2 separate regions of the Rattus norvegicus genome follow, and region 1 is linked to region 2. Evidence: chromatin contacts called from public Hi-C data. All regions are on one chromosome and are shown on one strand. Each heading gives the region's core, a stretch centred on a gene start, on an enhancer-like site or on the middle of the called end of the contact. The rest is flanking DNA. Distances are from core to core; before and after follow the strand shown.

The links. A called contact is a pair of places that touch in the nucleus more often than the background predicts.
Region 1: a Hi-C map of liver shows a contact between it and region 2, with 2.4 times the contacts expected there. The contact joins two enhancer-like sites. A contact is called at or near these places in 3 of 12 Hi-C or Micro-C datasets (kidney, liver and mammary epithelial cells).

What each region holds. Positions count from the first base shown.
Region 1 is chr1:213,808,788-213,814,689 of GRCr8, forward strand. Macrod1 (mono-ADP ribosylhydrolase 1) reads left to right here. Exons shown (of 11, transcript NM_139337.2): 5 at 5,729-5,845. Among named protein-coding and RNA genes, the nearest start is that of Otub1, 13 kb to the right of the region's middle. Within about 2 kb of position 2,009, at least 4 of the 93 cell types and tissues checked have an H3K27ac peak or open chromatin away from gene starts, as enhancers often do. A contact at or near this core is called in kidney and liver, where this site is marked.
Region 2 is chr1:213,735,318-213,741,193 of GRCr8, forward strand. All of the region lies in intron 3 of Macrod1 (mono-ADP ribosylhydrolase 1), which reads left to right. It also overlaps a transcript of Flrt1 not described here. Among named protein-coding and RNA genes, the nearest start is that of Flrt1, 24 kb to the left of the region's middle. Within about 2 kb of position 3,499, at least 12 of the 93 cell types and tissues checked have an H3K27ac peak or open chromatin away from gene starts, as enhancers often do. A contact at or near this core is called in kidney and liver, where this site is marked.

The DNA of each region.
Region 1 (5,902 bases), core at 759-3,258, 72 kb after region 2:
TCTATTACCCGGGCTTCAGTGTCCTATGCTAGCCGCACATTTTGGACCACTGAGTGGGTGTGTTCACACCCCTCCCCACCTCCTGCCCTGGTCCGTCTTCTCATGTCAGCCCCGTTGCCGCTCCCCTGGTAGTGTGACACACAGAGCTGGCCTGTGGCCACCCCATTACACGTTTGCTATGGGGACAGCATATACCTTTCCAGGGCCGGAGAGTTCAGACTTGCTGTCAGAGTTAAGTTTATTGTAGATTGGCGTGAGCCACAAAGGACTGAAGGGCCGAAAGCGATAGGTCTTTCCTCCCCAGGCGGAGGCCCTGGTTCACCAGCTGCCCCTTCCGACCATCACTGCTCTGGAGAACAGTGCCATGGGAAGCTCCTCCCCCTGAGTGACACAGGGGCTATCTGCAGCTACATTTTGCAGATGAGGAAACAGAGGCTCCCTACCCTACCTATCAACTGGCCTACCAGAGTAAGGAGAGTGTGAGAATCAGTCCTTCTGGCCCCTGCCTCATGGCCACTGCACGCATGCCCTGCCCCCCCGCCCCCGTAGGCAGGATGCCACCAGGCCCTGTGCACGGCTGCTGTGGATCTTTAATAACTGGAGTGATTGCGCATGATGAATGAGGCCCGTGGTTGTGTACATAATGAAGCCCTAATGTTTTCAAATCCCCATTTAAGGAGCTGATCTCACCCCGTAATGAATGTCAGATCACATTGCAGGAGTATGGACCATCCGTCTTCTCCCTGGGGCGCCCACCTACCTGGGCACCTCCAGGATGCAGCCTCTGGAGGGTGGGCTCTGTGTCCTTCCCTGGGCCCAATGTAGGCCATGTCCGGAGCAGACATTGGAGGAGGGCTGTCCATGGAGTGAAGGACCAGAGAGGACAAGCAGAGGCTGTCTGTTTGGGTTCTAGCCAGGCGACATCAGTGTCTTGGTTTACAAGTTCTAGCCAGGAAGAGGAAGAAAGTGTGGTGCAAGCCAGGAAAAAAGGGTCCAGGACCCAGTGGATCTCCATAGACCTCTTGAAGGTTGGAGTTCAAAGGTCAGCAGCTCAGGACTCTGCCTTAGCTCCCCATCTGCTCAGCCAGGCTCTCCTTCTGAGAAGGAAATAGACAAGGACCAGTGCACAGGGTCTGACTGGCAGCTGTATGCTACACTAAGGTGTGACTGCTGAGAGCTGTTCCCAGGCCAGAGCCCAAGCAGGACTGACTGTCCAGATGGGGAGAGGTTCCCTATACCTTCCTGGACAGAGGACCCTGCCCCTCCCACACACAATAACCAGGCCCCTGCTCTTGGCCAAACCAGGACCATCTATCTAGCTGTGACTATTGACAGTGCAATAAACAAAGGAGCAGCCTCCTCCCAAAGGCCCACATGAAGCAACAAGGACTTGCTGACTGCTGAGGAAACTGAGGCACAGAGAGGTAGAGAGACTGTACCCTGGAGACACGATGAAAGAGCCCAGAAAGGGGGACTTGGTTTGGAAAACTCCTTGTCTGTGTCTGCAAGGCCAAGTTGGCTGTCACTCTATAAACTGGATCCCCCTTCCAGGCTCCTCCTTGCTTTTCACCTGGTGGGGAGTCCACAGGAGGCCAAGATAGGCAGGGCAGAGGTGAGAGCTATCCAGAATCCTCTCTTGCTCTGTGACTCATAGCTATGCCTCTCTGAACCTTTGCCTCCACTTCTTGTAAGACAGGCCCTAGCCCTAGAGACCTTGGCTTCTGTTCCACTTCCAGCTGTGAGATCTCGGAACGTTGTTGACTCCTCCTGGCTTTCAGTTGCCTACCTGCTAGTTGCCTCCTGGCCTACATCAATGTCCCCTACAGATCTTTGAACAACTAGGCTCTGAAATTCAGAGAGATTGAATAACTAGCCCAAAGTTACCAGCAATCTTTGGCCTGAATTTGGGGAGAGAGAAATCCCAGTAGGGGATGTAACAGGGCCAGCTCCACTGAGTGGCAGAAGGGAATGGGGATAGCTGACCCTTTGGCAGGGGTGCAACTGCCCTCTGAGTCCCCTAGGCCACTGGCTCCTCTTGTTCCTGTAAATAATTAATTAGCCCCTGCTCGCTTGTTTGTTTAGCGTGAGGAATGCTCCCCCACTGAGACACATTTATTGCTGAATAAATTTAAATATCTAATCTTCCTTCATGAATATTACAGCACCCTAAATAGAAGCCAACAGTCCTCAGCGCCTTGCTGGAGTGGTCCCCACTGGAGTGCACCTTGGTTGGTTTGCAGAGGGTCAGGCTCCAGCCCTTTCCTCCTGTCATGAGACAGCTCATACCAGCCCCTGTCCCTCCTTGCTGGGGAGAATTGTACTGGAACAAAGAGGGTAGAGTCTTCTGAAAGTCCCATGCTGCACTGCACGTTAGGTCTATCCACAGTTACCAGGAGGACGTCCCTTCGCATCTCCCAGGCTTTGAGGGACTGACTAGACAGGAGGGGAAGGGGCTGGGGTTCAGTGAGAGGTAGGGGTCAGTGAGAGCATTAGCAGGGAGAGGCCTGGGACAGAAGAGCCCTGAGTGGCCAGTGAGGCAACAGCTAGTGTCTCTGAGAGCACCTTGGTGGGTGGCAGTTGTATACAGCCCTATGGACAAGCTGCACAGTCCAGAAACGAGGGTCCCCAGAGCAGATACTTTTCTAGGGGATGTATTGATTCAGACAGAGGATGGGTGCCAGACTGCAGGGATGAAGAGGGCAGGGAGACAAAGATGGCAGAAACAGTTGCCAGCGGCAAATAAGCACTGGTCCACTGAGGGTAGCAAGGTTGGAAGCAAAAGCAGCCACATCATGGTCCCAGTAGAGTCCCTGAACCTTCAGGCCCCAGGGCGTAATCTGTGCCAAGTTTTAATATCTGGGCCTCAGCTTCCTCTATAAAGAAGGGGTTGGGGGTTGGGGATTTAGCTCAGTGGTAGAGTGATTGCCTAGCAAGCGCAAGGCCCTGGGTTCGGTCCTCAGCTCCGGAAAAAAAAAAAAAAAGAAGGGGTTGGCAGTTCCTTGGTGGGGTATAAGGCTCCAACAAGACCATCTATGGGTCTGGCTCAGCACCCCAAGGTACTTACTGCAAGGAGGAGGTGTAACGGGGAGGGATGAAGGCTGACAGCTCCACCACAATGGAGGGATGCTCATATCGGACCAAGTAGACAGAAGGATGCTGACCAGGCTTAGACTGAGCTGCAGGCCTTGGTGTTTGCTTGGTGAGAAAGGACTTTACCATTTAGTCTAACTGGCCTCCCTCTGCCTCCCAACTGCTGGGATTAAAGGCGTAAGTCACCGCATTCTTCCCTGGTGAAAAGGAAACTACTGTGGGACCGACATCAAGGCTGATGCGGGGACAGGTCTTGACGGCAGACATCCAGAGGAGGTGGGAGGATTGGGTGGGAAGGAGGGGCCATGCAGCTGAGATTTAAATTCCAGGGCCAACCTGTTTGGGGAAGGATAACACAGATATGGTGGCCAGGGCCTCATCTTTGGTTTTGGTCACAGTCATGTGGCCCAAGTCCTATTTTAAAAGTTGGGAGAGGGCTCCTGTGTCAGTTCTCTGTGCCCTCACTTCCCCAGGTCTGCCCCAAAGGACTGGCTGCAAGCTTGTTCCTTTTTTTTTTTTTTTTTTTTTTTTTAAAGATTTATTTATTCATTTATTATATATAAGTACACTGTAGCTGTCTTCAGATACACCAGAAGAGGGCATCGGATCTCTTTACAGATGGTTGTGAGCCACCATGTGGTTGCTGGGAATTGAACTCAGGACCTCTGGAAGAGCAGTCAGGTGCTCTTAACCGCTGAGCCATCTCTCCAGCCCGCAAGCTTGTTCCTTTGAGCAGGGTCTGTATTTCACATGATCCGATAGCCAGCCAAGGTCACCTGCAGGACACTTCAACTGGAGTAGCAGGTGGTGGAGTGCCTGGAGGCCGAGACTGACAGTCTGTTATGATAGGGGCTAAATCACTTTGCATCTGATCAAGCCCAACACTGCTTACCTAACAGGTATTAGAACCTGACTTCAGGGGCCGAGAACACTGTTGCTCTTGAAGAGAACCCAGACTCAATTCCCAGACACCACATGGTGGCTCACAACTGTCTGTAATCCTAGGAGGAGCCTACAGACACAGTGAACATACATGCATGTAGGCAAAACGTTCATACACATAAAGTGACGTAAGTACATCTAAAAAAGTAAAGTAAAAAGAATTAGAGCCTGGTATATCCCCCAAGCCCCTCACTCAGAGTGGAGGAAGGAAGGTTAGGAGTTTAAGTTTAAATTGAGGCTAGCCCAAACTACACGAGATCACGTGGTTCAAATAAATACCAAACCACAACAAATATGAGAGAGAAAAAAAGGTCAGTTTACTTGGCACTGAGGTGCAGCTCAGCAGTGGATTGTGCGTCCTGAGTTCAATCCCTGGTACCACCCTACCCTGCGACATTTATTTTTCCAACATCCTATGAGGTGGGCACTCCATTAGACCCAGAGAAGTAGTGATGTGCCCAGGTTACTCAGGCTGCTCACCCCCAAGCCCCATCGCTGCTGTTCTGTACGGTGCTGGGTCCTCTGTGACCCCCACAACAGTTACTCTGTGGATTTCAGGCTTCGCACAGCCTCCAAACTCTCAACACCCACTCTGCAGCAGAGGAGAGCAGGGGGCCTGAAATATCCTGCCCTGAGCCATTCCCAGGGCTCCCCAACTCTGGGAAACCACCCAGAGTCAGCTCTGAGGAAAGTTTTAAATTAAGTGTAATTGGAAACAGGAAACAGAAGAGAGAGGGGGTGTCCTGTTGGTGTGCCCTGATCTGAGCCAAGAAGTTAGAGGGATGCAGGAAGGAAAAAGGGTCTCATGTTAGGAGTCTGTAAAATGGAGCCAGGATTGTTTGTTTGCTTGCTTGATGCCAGTGCAGCCAGGTACCAGGCAGTAGACCTTCTCAAGGACAGGCCTGGGCTCCATCCGCCCTGCCATCGCAGGGGCCACTATTTGCAGTTGAGATCCTGGTAAAGCAGGAGAAAATCTAGAGCAGACGGGGCAAACCGGTACTTGCCTCAGCCTGTTTGGGCAAAGCTACATGGTTCTTGGGTGAGTCAGTGGCAGAGCTGCCTCTGGGCTTCTGCTGGCTTTGGAATATAGCAGCATTAATAGTTGTTTATCTGGGCCTGGGTCCCCAGGGTCACGGAGAATCCCAAGAGCCTCCCTTGGATAAACAAGCCCTGAGCCTGGCCTTAGTTAAGCAGGATGCACTAATGCTAACGAGTCTGCTAGTTGCCCCACCAGGGTTTGAGAGGCTACAGACACCTGAGAGGCCTGGTCTAATGGGAAGGAGCTGGAAAAGCTAGGCTCAGGCGCAGGATTGGATCTGCCATTGGAACTAGGCGGCCTCGGTTCCTCAGAAGGAATTAATTGAGGCTTGGAATTTGAAACGGCCTTGTCAAAAGGTGGGTTTTAGGATCCCACCAGATTCTTAGATCTGAATGACCTCAGGACGGCGCTGCAGGACCGAGAAGCCAGAGGGTGGGTCAGGCGCGCCCCCTGCCGGTCGCCCCCGTCTCTTCACTCCAGGGCTCACAGCAACTCCTTGGAGCCTCAGTTTCCCTAGATGTGAAACAAGGAGTGACAAGAGCAGCCTTGGAGAGAACTTCGTGATGCCAAGTGGGCTAATGCATAGCCTTGGAGTTTCTTGGGATTGGAGTGGGATGCAGGGGAACCCGACAGCTCATTTCTCCCGGTCCCCTGCAGTGGACGGCTGCATTCATCGGGCCGCGGGATCCCTCCTGACGGACGAATGCCGCACCCTGCAGAACTGCGAGACCGGCAAAGCCAAGATCACTTGCGGCTATCGGCTGCCAGCTAAGCGTGAGTGCTCGAGGGGAACTGCCCACAGCCACAAGGGGGCGTCTTAACGTTAAGTGT
Region 2 (5,876 bases), core at 2,249-4,748:
CTGTCTCTGCCTCTCCAGCCCCACGGTACTGTGTTCATTAGTTTCTGTTGTGGTTGTTCTTATGTGGGTTCTGGGGATGAAATTCAGTTCCGTGAGTCTCCAGTCCCTTTGTCCCCACAGCTCAGGCACAAATCAGTGCCTTGTCACACAGCCTTGCTGGGAAAACTCACATGAGGCAGGTGGAACAGAGTACCCACGGCCAGGACTGACCTGTTGTGGAGGTTTGTGATGGCCATGTTGGAAGCCCAGCAAGGGCAGGTGAGGTTCAGGTTACCGACTCCCAGAAAACCTGAAGCTCCAAGGACAGCGGTGCCCAAGGTCCCTCTGTCCTGAGGCTGTCCCTTTCCCCACCCTGCACCCCAACCCCACTTAGCAGCTGAGCCTTGTCAAGTGACGCACGCACATCTCTCCATCTCCTGGTTACTGTTCCCCCAGGTACCCACCTGGTTTCTCTCTGGGGAAGGTGGTGGTGACTTTTTATCCACTCACCTGAGCCACTTGGTCCCCAGGCAGCTCAACTTAATTTGTGCCAAGCACTTTCTGAGTAACAGAGTCCCCAGGGCCATGGAGTGAGGGAAGGACAGAGCAAGTGGTGGGAGACAGGATGAGGACATGTGCTGTGCTCTGGCTCTGGATCTCTCAAGCCTCTCACTCCTGAGGGACTGTCACATTGTACCCAGCCACCAGCATCGCTCTTGACCCAATCCAACCCAGTCTAGTCTCACTACCTCTGCCATCTCCAGAAACAGGGGTCTAAAGACTACCAGGATATAGAGCAGGCAGCCCTGGGTGGGTGTCCAGCTAACCACTGTCAATTAGGTATTTGTACCCCGCAGCCAAGTCAGGGCGTCCAAGAACGGGGACCATAAAGGGGGTCCTGGTCAAGCTCTTCAGAGCTTATGGCCTCTGAGGGCAGATATCAGATAGTTGTCAGGTAATGGAGCCCACAGAAGAGGAGCAAATGACAGCAGCAGGAGTCCCTGGCATGCTCTTCAAGGTGGCTGGAGTGAGCAGAGAGTGATGCTAGCAAGAGCTATGTCCACTTCATGACCTCCAAGGCCCGAAGGACAGCGCATCTGAGAGCTGGGTCCCAGCCTAGCACTCTGGATGCGAGTGGGGACTATGGGGCGTGGGGGTGTGTGTGGAAGGATGCTAAGGTGATAAGTGCTAAGGTGAGAAGTGATGGAGTACGATGGGAGGTGCAAGCCCCACCAGCACCTCTGAACTCCCAGGAAACGTGATCTTTACAGTTAAAGACAAGGCCCAGGTTGGGGCTCCCTCCTTTGTCCTGACCAGGAGCTCTGAGGTGCGGGGTGGTTTGTGAGTACAGCTCAGGCTGGGGGGTAGGCAGTAGCAGGGCAGAAGGCACAGTGATGAGCCTTGACCCAGGCAGGCACCATCAGGGAACAGCAGTGAATGTGGGGGAGGCTATGGGGCACATGGGGTGCAGGTGCCTCTGCCAAACAGCAAATCCCAGGCCCGGCTTAACTGCACCATTGTTTATTTTAATGTCTTTGTGGTCCACGTTAGGGCGCAGGTGAAATGTGGCTGTACCGTTTACTAGTGGGGACGTTAATTGCACACCACAGAGAACAACAAACCCACATTTGAGGTATAGATGACTATGGCAGCCCGGCTGACTGTGTGGGGAAGGTAGGTGGCTGAAGGAAGTGCTCTGTGAGAAGCTCGGCAGAGGGGAGGATGGGGATCAGCAGGAAATGTGGATGTCAGGGGAAGGGTCTCCTCCCAGCATGAGTGTCTCTCTTTGTATATTGTCAACTAAAATAAAGAACATCATAGCCTCTCTTGAGGGTCAGATAGGGCTGGTGACTACCTCTGTCCTTAGTACACACAGAGGAGCCACGGTGTACCAGAGGCAATGAAAATGGATTAGCATTGGCTGTCCTCCCAGTTGCCTGGGTTGATCTGGGTGTTGAAACCTCAAAACTATGGGTGTGATAACCTTCCTCCCTCCTTAAACATGGACGCACACACTCTATCTCCCTGGGGCAGGAGCGGAGTCAGCAAGGGAAAGTAAGGCAGACAGGAGAGGACAAAACACCCCAAATGCAACAGTAGCTGCACATGCAAAGGCCCTGGGGCGGGAGGGAGTCTAAACTCAGTGTCTATGAACAGTAGCCCAGTATGTCATGTAGAAGCAGTCTAGACTTCATCCAGAGGACAGGAGGGTGTCACTGGAGAGTGGAAAGCCGCAAGGGAGGATGGGGGGTGGGAGGGAGAGGTAGCAGTACCCCACACCATAGTGACTGATTGTAATCATGAGGCCACACACTATGTAAAAGGTCCTAGAAGGGAGTATATCAATGTGTGTATGTGTGAGTGAGTGTGTATGTGAGTGTGTGTGTGTGAATGTGAGTATGAGTGTGTATGTGAATGTGAATGTGAGTGTGTGTGTGAGACAGTGTGTGTGAGTGTGTAAGTGTGTGTGCGAATGTGTGTGAGAGTGTGTGTGTGAGGGAGTGTGTGTGTGTGTGAGAGAGTGTATATGTGTGAGCGAGTGTGTGTATGTGAGTGTGTGTGTGTGTGTGTGTGTGTGTGTGTGTGTACCTCCAACACTCCACTCTTGCCCCTGTATAGAGAACCCAGTCTCTTGGGGTATGTATGGCTGAGTCCTGGGGTACACATGGCCCACACTAGCTCAGCACAGACCTAGCAGGAGACAGAGTGCCAACCCCCAATCCTAGCACCCAGAGGGGTCCTTCACTACTGTCCTCTAGCAGACAGGTCACAAGGTCACTCACCATGTCCAGGACAGAAGAGGCTGCTGCCTCCAGTACAGAGACAACTTCTAGGGCCCCAGGGCTTTACCTCACTCTCCTCACTCTCCCTGTATCCCAACTATGTGCACTGCAGAGTAAACTGAGGCCCAGCGATGTCATTAGACCTTAGGCTTAGCAGAAAGGGCTTCCCTGTCTGAATTAGGACCTCAGCATTAGGATCTGAGTTTGATCCCCTGACTTAAAAAAGCAGGGCGTGGTAGGAGATCTTTCTTATGCCTGTGCTTGGAGGTGAAGAAAAGAGGGTCCCCTTGGGCTCACTGGTCAGTGTAGTCTAATTGGTGAGTCCCAAGTCAGCGGAAGACTGTCTCAAAGGGCGAGGGCGTCTGAGGACTGACACTCAAGGTTGACCCCTGGCCTTCATATATGTACAGTCATACACATTAGCAAACCCCAATTGCTGGGCGTGGCCCCACTGAATCCACTCCATAACTGAGTTCCTACTCTGCACATCCAGGCCAAGCCCTTTGCTGGCCCCTGTGGTCAGTGGCCTGTGAGTCTCAGAGCCTGTCTGTAGGCCACAGTCTCACTCCCCTAAACAGGCAGGCCCTTCAGCCCAACAGCCACTGGGGATGAGGGGACAGCACAGTCCCTGATCCCAGTGAGGCCATGCAACAGCTAGTGATGGGGGAGGGACTTGGAGGAAGATTTATGAGCTGGGTTAAAATTTAATTTGGGTGGAAGATCCCAGCCAGCCAAGCCGGCTGCCCCAGACAAATGGCCTCGTCCCTGCTGGCTCTCACACCCCATGCCAGCCTCCCCATTCCTCTCCGGAAGGCTGCCCGCCGCCCGCAGAGAAATCATAGCACCAATTTGATTTGGGCGAGAGCGTCGGGTACTGGGGCTTGTTTGCACTTCGGTTTACAATTGAACAGGACAGGTCAGCACCGGCTTCTCCCCGGGCCTCCCAGCCTTCCCAGGTGGCTTCTCTGCTGCTAGTGGGGCCCCTGCTCAGTCCACCTGCTCCCTACACTAGTCCCCAGCAATCTTGGAGGCTCCATCTGACCTCCCAGCTTCTGTCTGCCAAGTACCCCCAATTCTCCCCATGGCCTGATAAGCTAGAAGCTTGAATCCCATTACCATGCCAGGGAACTCAAGCAAGAGATAGAAACTCTGAGCCTCCATGTTCCCGTCTGCATAATGGGAACAGTGTCCCCATGGAAGCAGGCTGGATAGGGGGAGCTGGGACTCAAACATGGAGTACTCTGACACGAATGGCCATGACTCTCCAACAATCCTCTGGGCTTGCTCCCTGCCAGGGCTTCTCCTTTGTGGGCACGGTTTAGCAGCCTTTGTTCTTCCCAAAGGGCTGATTGGAACACTGCTAGGTCCCTAAGGATGAGGAGTAGGGTAAGAGCTCTCATACACAGCTATTTTAACTGAACAAGCTACTCTCCTTTGCCATGTGTTGGGTCCCTTCTAGTACTTTCCAAGTGGGCACCTGTATTACAGATATAAAGAGTGAAGCTCAGGGACAGGGGGGCAGGTGTACAGCCCTCTACCTCCCCAGCTCCGGTCCAGGGTGAGGGGACTGGAGGAGGCAGAGGCCCGACTCAGCAGCACCTTCCCCGATGCCCTGTCACTCACTCTCCTGCTACTGTTGGCAGAGATCCAGGCCCAGAAATAGCCATGTCACCTTCGGAGCCTGAGTCCTGGGCTGCTCTGCCCCAGGCCTGCGAGGGTGGAGAGCAGCAGGCAATGCAATGGGAAGCACACAAAGTCAAGTGCACACAACATGCACACTCCAGCATGCCAGACAGGGGAGGCTCTGGCCTCCTCCATCTGGCCTTACCTCCTCCACCAGCTCTATAAACAAGGCTCTGGGCAGGGGCTGACAGAGCGGGGTGGGGTGGGGCGGGGGCTGCTTCCCACTGGCCAGCACTGCCCCCCCCCACACCACACAGGATGAAGCCATCATGGCCAAGACACCCTTTTCTTTGATCTCTAACCATCCCCCAAGACCTTCAAGGTCCTTTCTTCAGTCACCCTGAGTCTCAGAGCCTGGTTTCATCCCTCGTTCATGCCATGCTCTGTGCCCATCAAGGCTGATGGGTCCTACTTGCTCTAGGCTGGGAGGGAGGTGTGGAGAGGCTGGGCCTGTCCCTTACAAGTGCAAAGCTAATCCCGCTGGTGTGGTGTGCTCAGAAGGGTGGAGAGATTAATGTGTCAACACATTTGCATTGAAGCAGGAACAGAGAAATGAGAAGCTAGCTCACAGTGAGGAGCTGGCTGAGGCTCTGCCAGCCAGCTGAGCTGGCCACCCACACCTCAACTCAGCCAGTACCCCCACCCCCACCCCACCCCACCCCCCAGACCGTGCCTTCCCAGCATCACATCAGTGTTTGGTAGCTCCTGCTGCCCCAGCCCTGACCTAGCATGGCAAGCGGGTGTGCCACGCCCTAAACTGTCTCCCACTCGGATCAGGACAGCGGGTCCCAGCAATGACCCCGTGTCAGCATCTCCCGGCAGCCTCTCAGTATTTACTTATGTGTGTATTTATTTATTCCCGGCTCGACTCTGAAGGATTTGCAGCACTTACAGAAATATAACAGGTGGATTCGGAAGGGAGTGGGAAACTCAGGCGGCTGGAGTCAAATCCTGATACTCACTTGGCCCCCCTTTTGCCCATGTTGTCCCCTCACCTCTCTGAGTGCAATTTGCTTTCCATAGAGCTGGGTGATCCCATACAGTGGGGTGATGCTCTAAGCAGGGTAATCCAGACCGTGGAGGGAAGGCCAAGGACACATGCTAATTATGGGGCCCTCCAGAGCGGAAGAGGATGAGGCTGGAGTGAGGAGACGCCACCCTGCATCTCTGCATCCAGCCCGAGGTGGTCACATCAGCTGAGAACAGTAGGTCTGCGGTCAGTAGCATGTACCTCTAGGGGTCTCAACTGTCTCATATGCCTGGTACAGAAATGCCTCAGGTTCCCTGTGGAGAGAGGCTCTGTGTGTCCCCACACAGGGTAGAGGAGGGCAGCACACTGGAGTCTTGTCATGTATAGCACCAAGAAGTAGACGTCCATCCACCTCAGCCTCACCCCAGTTTCCAACCTCGGAAGTTCACATCCAACTCCTA